Regions from separate parts of the Sus scrofa genome. Here region 1 is linked to region 2. The links are chromatin contacts, called in public Hi-C maps. All regions are on one chromosome and are shown on one strand. The core of a region is the stretch at or near the end of the contact, and the rest is flanking DNA. Distances in the headings are between cores, read along the strand shown.

Region 1 (4,870 bases), core at 2,237-4,736, 360 kb before region 2:
TGAATTCTCACCCTCGCCACGGCACACTCCCCCCAACCCAGAGACACCAAAGGGTCGACCAGCAGCACGCCACCCCAGGAGAGGCCCCAGGACCCAGCCCCACAGGGAGATGGCCAAGCCCAGACACACCCGGGCGGGGACTCCACCAGAAGAGGGACTCAGAGACACCAGGTATCCAAGGCTGTGAAACCCAGCCTGGCTCCCACGGACTGGGAGGGGCTAAAACCCTGTACAAGCCCCCAAGCCCTCATGTTCTGAAGTAAAAGGCCTTTCCTTTAGCCTCCCAGGCCTCCCCTCGGTCCCCAAAGGCTGATTCGGGAGTTAATGATTAGGAACCCTTGTTACAGGAGTTCCCATCGTGGTTAAGCTGTAACGAGTCCGACTAATGTCCATAAGGACGCGGGTTCGATTCCTAGCTTTGTTCAGTGGGTCAGGGATCTGATGTTGCCATGAGCTCCGGTGTCGGCCACAGACACGGCTCTGATCCTGCGTGGCTGTGGCTGTAGCTGTGGTGTAGGCTGGCAGCTGTAGGTTCAAATCAACCCTTAGCCTGGGAAACCTCCATGTGCTGTGGGTGCGACCCTAAAAAGACAGACAGACAGACAGAAAGAGGGGAGGAAGGAAGGAAGGGAGAGAGCAAGGGAGGGAGGAAGAAAGAGAGAGAGAGAAAGGAAGAAAGGAAGAAAGAAAAAAGAAGTACTATTACAGCTAAAAACTAGTTAAAACCCTCTCAGTTGTGTTCGGTCCTGCCTTGGCCCACAAACTTTTCACAAAAGATTTCTTCCTTGCTTAATGCCTTTTTTTTTTGCTAATGTTTACTTTTTAGAGTGGTACTGCATCTCGCATTTTCTTTTGTAATTGAAACACTCCCTACCACCTCTTTCCTGTAAAGCAAAATCTTCTTTCCAGAGGAAAAGTGAGAGGAACAATAACCCCGAAGATAACCAAAAATCGTGGATAGGGATGGAGCAGGGTAGTTGCACGGGTGGCTGTGGGGGTCCCACGGGGGGACCATGGATGGAGGGGGTGCCTGGGGCCCCCGGGAGATCCCTGTGGGTTGGCGATCACTGTGGGGGAGGGGGGTATCAGAAGGAGGCAGGCTTGCTTGACCAGTGGAGGCTCGAGAGAGGCCTCTGGTCATTGGTGGGGGATGGGGTGAGGCCTGCATTCAAGGTCAGACCAAGGGCAGGAGTTTAAGGAGCACCCTTCTGCTGATTTGAAGAAGCACCGTGACAGTCCTCCTTTGACCTTAGAGGGTCAGATACTCTCTTACCGGATACCAAGGAGGAGCTGCTCCTGGAAGAAAGAGGAAGAGGCGGACTTTTCCCAGCCCCACTCCCCTGGGGTGATAAAACTGTAGCCCACCCGACTCTCAGGACAGAGCCTCCTCGCCTGTCCGCTTGCATCTCTCACAAGCATCCCATCTTAATAAATCTATTTCTTGCCTATCCCTTTGTCTCTCACTAAATTCCTTCTGCACTGAGACACAAAGAACCTGAACCTCGGTAAGTCCAGACACGGGGTGAGGGATTCTAGTTTAAAAACTGCAGATTCGGCTCCCAATCTGGCTTCTGGCTGGGTTCGAGTCCAGGCACCTGGGTTCAAGTCCCAAGCTGGGTTCTGACTGAGTGCACGTCATCGGTGCTGTCGGTTTCACCATCACCAGGCTGGCTGCTGCCAGACTTGACGGCTCCAAAATGATCTCCGGAGACACCTCAATCAATAACACTGTCGTCCAAGCTAAACTTATAAGACCCCTTGCTGTCCCCTCTCAAGTCAGGACACAGCTTTGAGGCGTCAGCCTGCCGTGGCCTCCTTTGCCTGGCAAAGCAATAAAGCTGTTCTTTCGGCTTCCCCCAACCCTCTGTCTCCAAGACTTAATTGGTGTCAGTGTGCAGAGGCCACTTTTTGGCTACAAGACCACACCCCAGGAAGCAGAGGTCAGGAAGCAATGGAGCTGGGGAGTCTGAAAGGACCAAGGGTTTAGGGGAAAAATCAGCATCCCTAAGACAGGACCAGATGGAACGGAGAACAGACTCAGACTCTCAGACTGTCAGACAGACATTGGGTGAAAACAGAGCAGAGGTCATGAAATGAAGGCGCGGACCAGGCTCCACTTAAGAGAGGGTGGAAGGACAGGAAAACAAGGAAAGACAGCACAGCGAGATGAAGACGTCAAAGATGCAGGAGCAGGTGAGAGGCGGGAGGACGAGAAGCCCAGCTCTCAATAAGGACATTTCCAGAAGACGGGACTGACCAGGAGGGACGCCCATCGCCCTGAGTCACCAGTGTCCGTGCTTCCATCGCTGGACCTGGGGGCGGGGTGAGATCCTCCTTGCATCCCCAGCACCTGACCCAGAGCAGGCGCAGAGGGGTCTGGAAGCATGTCTGGCAGGACCCTGAGTAGTACCAGCCAAGGGACGCCTCCTGGTCCTGGGGTTGGGGGGGCGGGGATTCAGGCAGAAGGACGAAGACTGCAGTGGGCCCTCCGGTGTGGGGACAAAGACAGCCTGGGGCTGGACCAATAAGGGAAGCCAGGTCAATTTTAAGGGTAATAAGGTTGTAGATAATAGTTAATCCTATTCCTGTCTTGGAATGAGTCACTGGCACCATGTCTCCTCGGATTCCAGGTGGAGAGGTTCACGGTCCCTCGGCCAGCTGGGGTCTGGGGTCAGGTACCCAGTCCCTGAGACAGCCTCTGCTTGGGAAATAGCCTTTTTTCCCCCATTTCTGCGGAGCTGGGGAGCGTGTGTGTGTGAGAGCCCTCCAGGACTGAGCAGGGTCCCCAGCAGCCTGGCCTCGCGTGTCTGGCAGCAGGTCCCCTCCCCGCGTGGGACGGAGACGCTCTGTGCAAGCCCACAAGTTAATCGTGCAAAGTTCCCCAGCACCCAGAAAGCTCTGGAAGACCCCCGCCACTTTCTCGCCTGGCCGAGCAGGTGCGCGCCGGGTTCAGATGGGGCGGGGGGCGCAGGGCAGCCTTCTTGGGGTTCCCGTCTATTCCGGATGAAGCCACCTCCACCAGCATCCCGTTTTCCGGCCCGGGGTCCCTGCTGGCGCCCCCATCCCCTCCCGGGAAAGTTCTGGAGCACCCAGCCTGGCTCAGGACCCAGTGGGCGGTCCGCGAGCCCCCACCGGTCCACCGATCTCGTCCGCCCCCAGCCCCGGGCCCAGCCTCCGTTCTCCGCGAGGATCCCTCCTCCTCCGCTCCGCGCAAGTCCCGCGGGGCGCGCGCCCCCTGCCGGCCACTCCGGAGCCCTGCGCAGACCCTGCCCGGAGCGCTTACTAAGGCGTTTTCCATAATATAAAAGATTTCAGCATTCGAGCCATTTCTGAAAATACAAAAGGGGGGATACCCCCTCCACACACACACTCTGGCACAACTACAGTTACCATTCTGTGTTTTCCTCTAAAGCCTTCCTTCCACAGTGCTTGTGCTTCCACACATGACAGCAGTGATAGGAAAGCGTCCGCGGGCAGCCGTTGGGCAGGTGAACAGTGGGCGGCAGTCTACCAATTCCCAGGAGCCAATGGGAATTTCAAATTCTGCAAAGGCACCGCCCACTTTCTCTAAATCCACAGCATTAACGTGACTTCAACCCCGCAATCCCGGTCCTTGTGAGCTGCAGGCTCTGTTAGCCACTCCTGCCACCCTTGCTGGGCAGCAGGAAGGTCCTGGAGTCCCGGTGACCCAGTGTGGTCCCTGCTGGCCGCTGAACACAGACGGCGCTGAAACTCTTTGGTGCCTGTTGCTGGTGGTCACTGCGGTTTGAGGTTGATAAGGACCTCCAAGCCACATTAGCAAACAAGCACACACACACACCTGCACACACACCTGCGCGCACACACACTCACAGTACTCCATAGCGCAGTCCCCCTCTTCCAAAATCACTGGCCCCAGTGGTGGCGGGGGGGGGGGGGGGGGGGAGGAGGAAGATGGGCCAGGATGCAGCCTCCGAGCCGGGGGACACAGTCCCCTCTGGTCTGCTGCTGCAAAGCCAGGAAGGGAAGGCATCTTCCCCCAGCAGTGAGTTTAGCCCCGCAAAGCCCTTGCTCCTGGGAGCACGAAGAGAGGTCAGCAATTCTCCTGACTTCCTTCCACGTTTCTCTGTGTTTGTACAAAGAATGTGCCCCTTATCTTATACCCGGGCCTGGCCACCTCCCTGGGTTAGGCTGCCCCAAAAGCCTGAGGGAGAGAAAGGGGAGGAGGAGGGAGGGCTGAAGTCGGGCTGTGCTCAGGCTCTTAACCTCATCCTCCGGGATGATCTGGTTCTGCCGGCAAATTTGTCCCCCAGCTGCCATCGGTTTTCTCAGCCCTGCAGCAGGGCGTCCCTCTTAAAAATCACTCTAGTCGGTTGTTTGGAGGCGTGTGTGAGATAATGCCCAGCACAGAGTAAATGCTCAATAAAGTTTAAGGATTAATATTGCTCAGAAAACGCACTGGGCCGCCATCCAGAAATGTGGCCTAATATTTTGTATTTATTTTTACCTTTACATACAATGAAATCCTTGTCTTACTGGTGTACAGCTCCATGAGTTTTTTTTTTCCCTTTTCCTTTTTATTATTGTACGTGTGGCATATGGAGGTTCCCAGGCTAGGGGTAGAATCGGAGCTGCAGCTGCCAGCCTACACCACAGCCACAGACAACACCAGAAGCGAGCCACATCTGCAAGCTGTAACACAGCTCACAGCAATGCTGGATCCTCAACCCACTGAGTGAGGCCAGGGATTGAACCTGCAACCTTGTGGATACTAGTCGAGTTCTTAACCCTCTGAGCCACAGCAGGAACTCTTAATTATATACATATATATATATATATATATGTCTTTTGATGGCTGCCCCCGCAGCATATGGAGGTTCCCAGGCTAGGG
Region 2 (5,037 bases), core at 295-2,794:
AATAGAACACAGCTATAATTACAAAATGGCCAGATATGAGAAGAAGCACAACACATTTCCTTGCATTTGGGTTTCTGTGACCCAGGATGTCTGATTGCTTTTAAAAAGCCAAGGCTTCTGGAGTTCCCATGTGGCTCATCGGGCTAAAAACCCAACCAGTATGCATGAGGATTTGGGTTTGATCCTAGCCTTGCTCAGTGGGTTAAGCAGCCGGCATTGGCATGAGCTCTGGTATAAACTGAAGATGCAGCTCGAATCCCGAATTGCTGTGGCTGTGGTGTAGGCCGACAGCTGCAGTTCTGATTCACCCCTAGCTTGGGAAATTCCACATGCCACAGGTGCAGCCCTAAAAAGAAAGAAAGAAGGAAAGCCAAGTCTTCTGAAATCTCCTTCAAGATATCCCTCAGGAGTTCCCGTCGTGGCGCAGTGGTTAACGAATCGACTAGGAACCATGAGGTTGCGGGTTCGATCCCTGCCCTTGCTCAGTGGGTTCAGGATCCAGTGTTGCTGTGAGCTGTGGTGTAGGTTGCAGACGCGGCTCGGATCCCAAGTTGCTGTGGCTCTGGCATAGGCTGGTGGCTATGGCTCCGATTAGACCCCTAGCCTGGGAACCTCCATATGCCGCGGGAGCGGCCCAAGAAATAGCAAAAAGATAAAAAAAAAAAAAAAAAAAAAAAAATCCCCCAAACAACAGAAGTTGAAGAAGACACAGAAAGAAAACCCACCCTCTTCGTGGCTTCCTTTATTGTGAATATCACTGGGCCACAGGGCTCGCAACACAAGCCCTTCTGATGCCAGGAGCTGTGGACATGGGGCGGGCCGGTCCTCTCTGCAGAGTCACACCTCCTGTCACAGGGACCCCAGATGTGGAAAGTGAAGCAGATTTCCCACAGCTAGACAAAACTTCTCAACTTCCCCCCAGTGGGTGGGCGCTAAGAAATTATACTTCTTGGAGTTCCTGTTGTGGCTCAGTGGGTTAAGGATCTGAAATGGTGTCTGTTAGGATTTGGGTTCAATCCCTGGCCTCGCTCAGTGGGTTAAGGATCCAGTGTTAACGTGAGCTGTGGTGTAGGTGCAGCCAAGGATCGGATCTGGCGCTGCTGTGGCTGTGGTGTAGGCCAGCAGCTGTAGCTCCAATTCAACCCCTAGCCTAGGAACCTCCATAAGTCACAGGTGCAGCCATAAAAAGGAAAAAAAAATTATACTTTATTAAAAAAAAAAAAAAAGGGACAAAAAACTGGTCAGACAGACTGAGGTCAGAATGTTCTTGACCTTCTCGATGTTTCTGCCTTACTCAATCATACAGTCGAGGCATAAAAGCAAATCAAGAGGAAGTATGTAAGGAAAAACCCTCCTGGCATCTCTAACTTGCACTGGCTTCCCCAGTGGCCTGGCCAGTTTCCGACGGTGGGGAGTCCCAGAGGGAAGGAAGAGCAATTTTGAGCCTTAGGTGTCAAGAATTGGGTGGGAGCTGCCCAGGGGACAAGGTCCTTCTGCTCAACAACGAGCACGGACTGACGTGGAGTTTTCTCCTGGGCCAAATCGACAAAGCTGAAGCGAGAGAGCTGGGCTGTTCAGGGAGCCAGGCTGGCGAGGAGGAGCCACTGCAGGGCAGAGGAGGCCGGCGGCCCATGCATTTCACCGCAGTGAGCCGCCCAGACAACACTAAGAACCATGCGCGTGTAGGTGGTTATTGATAGCTCCAGGCAGCCCATCCTCCCCGTTGATAAAGACACAAATCTTAATTATGAACAGTTAGGATGAAAAAACAACTGCCCTCAAGTTAGGAAATTCAAACGGATTATTTCCTCAGATCACACCACACAGAAGCGGGTCTGTTCTGTGAAGTTCAGCCGGCTCGGCCTGTTCCGATGCCAAGCACATTCCTGGGTCTATCCCACTCGAGGCCAGCTAGACTTACGTTGCAGAAACTTGAGTTCCCCAGCCAGAGACATACCTGGGAGCCCGGTGAGAGAGGCTGGGCCCTGGCAGCCCTGGCTTTTCATGAATACCCTTTTGATCAGTGCCACATGCAGTGGTCTTTCCAGAAAGAATTGTATTTTCTCACGGTACAAAATGAAGATCAGAGATTGCATTGCTGCTGAAAACGTCCCACATCCTGCTCCAGAACAATGTGTGGGAAGGGCAAAGACACAACCACTGCAAGCCTCCGTCACCCTTTGAGTGAAATGCTTTTCTAAGCTTTAGGAAATCAGTCTGAATGACTATAGGTTATGATTATACGAGAAATCGCAACAGGCTGTGCTGTGTACATAAAAGACTACCAACCATATTATAAATTTAATTTGAAGTTCCCTTTAGCTGGAAGAGTTCTTAAGTCTATAAACAAGATAAATGTGCTTACGAGAGTGAGATAAGATACATCCCTTAAAAGTATGATTATGGGACTTTTGAACTAACAATCTCTTCTCGTCCTTAACTCAGTGGGAATATTTTGGATTTTGTACCATTAGACATGGCACTGGCTTCCCCTCCCCACCCCCCTGCATGCACCTGAGGCATGCGGAAATTCCCAGTCTTGGCATTGAACCCACACTACAGCAGCAACCCAAGCCACAGTAGTTGACAATGCCAGATCTGTAACCCACTGAGCCCCCAGGGGACTCCAGCATTGGCTTTAACTTGAGATACAGTCTTTTTTTAAAAAATTATATCAATTCTTTTTAAAATTAAGAGTATGTTTTTTAAAGTTAGGAATGGAATAAACCCACCTAAGGAGGCAAAGGCCTGTATTCCAAACACTGTAAGACACTAGTGAAAGAAACTGAAGATGACACAAACAGATGGAAAGATACACTATACTCTTGGATTGGAAGAATCAATCCTATTAAAATGACCATACTACCCAAAGCAATCTACAGATGCGATGGAATCCCTATCAAATTACCAATGGCATTTTCCACAGAGCTAAAACAAAATTTTTTTTAATTTATATGAAAACACAAAAGACTCTGAATAGCCAAAATAATCTTGAGAAAGAAGTACAGAGCTGGAGGAATCAGGCTTCCTGGCTTCAGACTATACTACAAAGCTACAGTTTTAAGAACAGTGTGGTACTGTCGCAAAACAGACACATGGTCAATTATCTACAACAAAGGAGGCAAGAATATATAGTGGAGAAAAGACAATCTCTTCAATAAGTGGTCAATAAGTGGTGCTGGGATAACAGGACAGCTGCATGTAAAAGAATGAAATTAGAACATTCTCTAACACCATATACAAAAATAAACTCAAAATAGATTAAAGTCCTAAATATAAGACCAGACACTATAAAACTCTTGGAGGAAAATATAGGCAGAAAACTGTTTGACATAAATCACAGCAATATTTTTTGGATACTTCACCTAGAGTAATGGAAATAAAAAGAAAAATAAACAAATGGAACCTAATTAAACCTAAAAGCTTTTGCATGGCAAAAGAAACCATCAACAAAATTAACAGACAACCTATGGAATGGAATAAAATATTTGCAACAAGGGATTAATTTCCAAAATATATAAACAGTTCATACAGCTTAATATTAAAAAAAAAACAATCAAAAAATGGGCAGAAGACCTAAATAGACATTTCTTCAAAGAAGACATGCAGATGACCACAGGAACATGAAAAGATGCAAAATATCTCTACTTATTAGAGCAATGCAAATGAGGTATCTCCTCATACCAGTTCAGACACTAGAACAGAATGGCCATCATTTAAAAGTCAGAGTTCCTGTCCTGGCTCAGTGGGTAAAGGACCCGATGTAGTCTCCGTGAGGATGCAGGTTTGATCCTCACTCAGTGTGTTAAGGATCCGGTGTTGCCATGAGCTGTGACGTAGGTTGCAGACGTGCCTCGGATCCTGCATTGCTGTGGCTGTGGTGCAGGCCAGCAGCTACAACTCCGATTCGACCCCTAGCCTGGGAAATTCTATTTGCCACAGGTGTGGCCCAAAAAAGAGATTTAAAGGAGAAGATTTCTATTTCTAATTCATGTCAGTTTGGAGCATAAGAAGTACTGATGACTGTTCTCTCTTTCCAAATGTTTGATAACTAACTTAATTTCCTTCAACATTTTCCCCTCTTATTTTTATTTTGTGTATTTACCATACTCACTTTTCCAACTTATCTTTTTAATTGTGTGTTAAAAGAATCATCTCGTGGCTGTCGATTTAATTAAATTATGCTTCCAGCTTTACACAGCCTTTCCTGCTTTGCTCAGTGTGAGTGCGGGCATGTACACGTGTATGTGTTTCCTGCCTATTCTAGTTGAATATACAGTTTACTTTCATTCATTGTTGCTTCATAACATAGCCATAGATTTTCCTCTAATGCCATTTAGCAGTATACATTGTCCTTTGTTTTAATTCTATAATCCAGAAATAATATCAACCTAGTAGCATGAAGATAAATGCATAATAGTCATCCTTTTCTAAATTTTTAATTTTTTTTCATTATTTTACAAAGTACTAAGTGGTATCCTATCTTCTTCATGTATATTCTTTTTCTTCTATTTTTTTACACAGTTGGTCATTACATTTCCCATCCTATAAAAACTGTTTCCTCTATCATTTGCCCAATTTTCTACTGATTGTAGACTTAAACAGTTTTTAATGATTTAAATTAATTAATAAAACACCTTCTGAATAAGTTAAATAAATTTTAATCACTTGAAGTTACTTGAGTTTTAGGGGAAAGGTACCTATATGTCAATAGAATTTTTTAAGTCCAGTAACTTTATTAGGATTTGTTCTGTTTTTAATAGATCCGAGCTGAGTCTGCGACCTACACCACAGCTCACGGCAACGCTGGATCCTTAACCCACTGAGCGAAGGCCAGGGATTGAACCTGCGTCCTCATGGATGCTAGTCAGATTCGTTTCTGCTGAGCCACAACAGGAACTCCAAATGGTGCTGATTTGAGATGGTGTTGTGCTCTGTGAGAAAACACACTGGACCCTGGAGCCAGGAGACCTGGGGCTACGGCCGAATCTTCGTATCTCAGTCCCCTCCCTCATGATGTCATGTACATGTGTGGAC

The links. A called contact is a pair of places that touch in the nucleus more often than the background predicts.
Region 1: a contact with region 2 is called in a Hi-C map of omental adipose tissue, with 2.4 times the contacts expected there. The contact joins two enhancer-like sites. A contact is called at or near these places in 26 of 47 Hi-C or Micro-C datasets (adipose tissue, alveolar macrophages, brain and 15 more) and 1 of 2 datasets of contacts at active chromatin or transcription factors (alveolar macrophages).

The regions. Positions count from the first base shown.
Region 1 is chr18:49,200,792-49,205,661 of Sscrofa11.1, reverse strand. No RefSeq gene overlaps it. Among named protein-coding and RNA genes, the nearest start is that of TNS3, 240 kb to the right of the region's middle. Within about 2 kb of position 3,486, at least 13 of the 83 cell types and tissues checked have an H3K27ac peak or open chromatin away from gene starts, as enhancers often do. A contact at or near this core is called in omental adipose tissue, where this site is marked.
Region 2 is chr18:48,840,093-48,845,129 of Sscrofa11.1, reverse strand. All of the region lies in intron 4 of MRPS24 (28S ribosomal protein S24, mitochondrial), which reads right to left. Among named protein-coding and RNA genes, the nearest start is that of MRPS24, 17 kb to the right of the region's middle. Within about 2 kb of position 1,544, at least 5 of the 83 cell types and tissues checked have an H3K27ac peak or open chromatin away from gene starts, as enhancers often do. A contact at or near this core is called in omental adipose tissue, where this site is marked.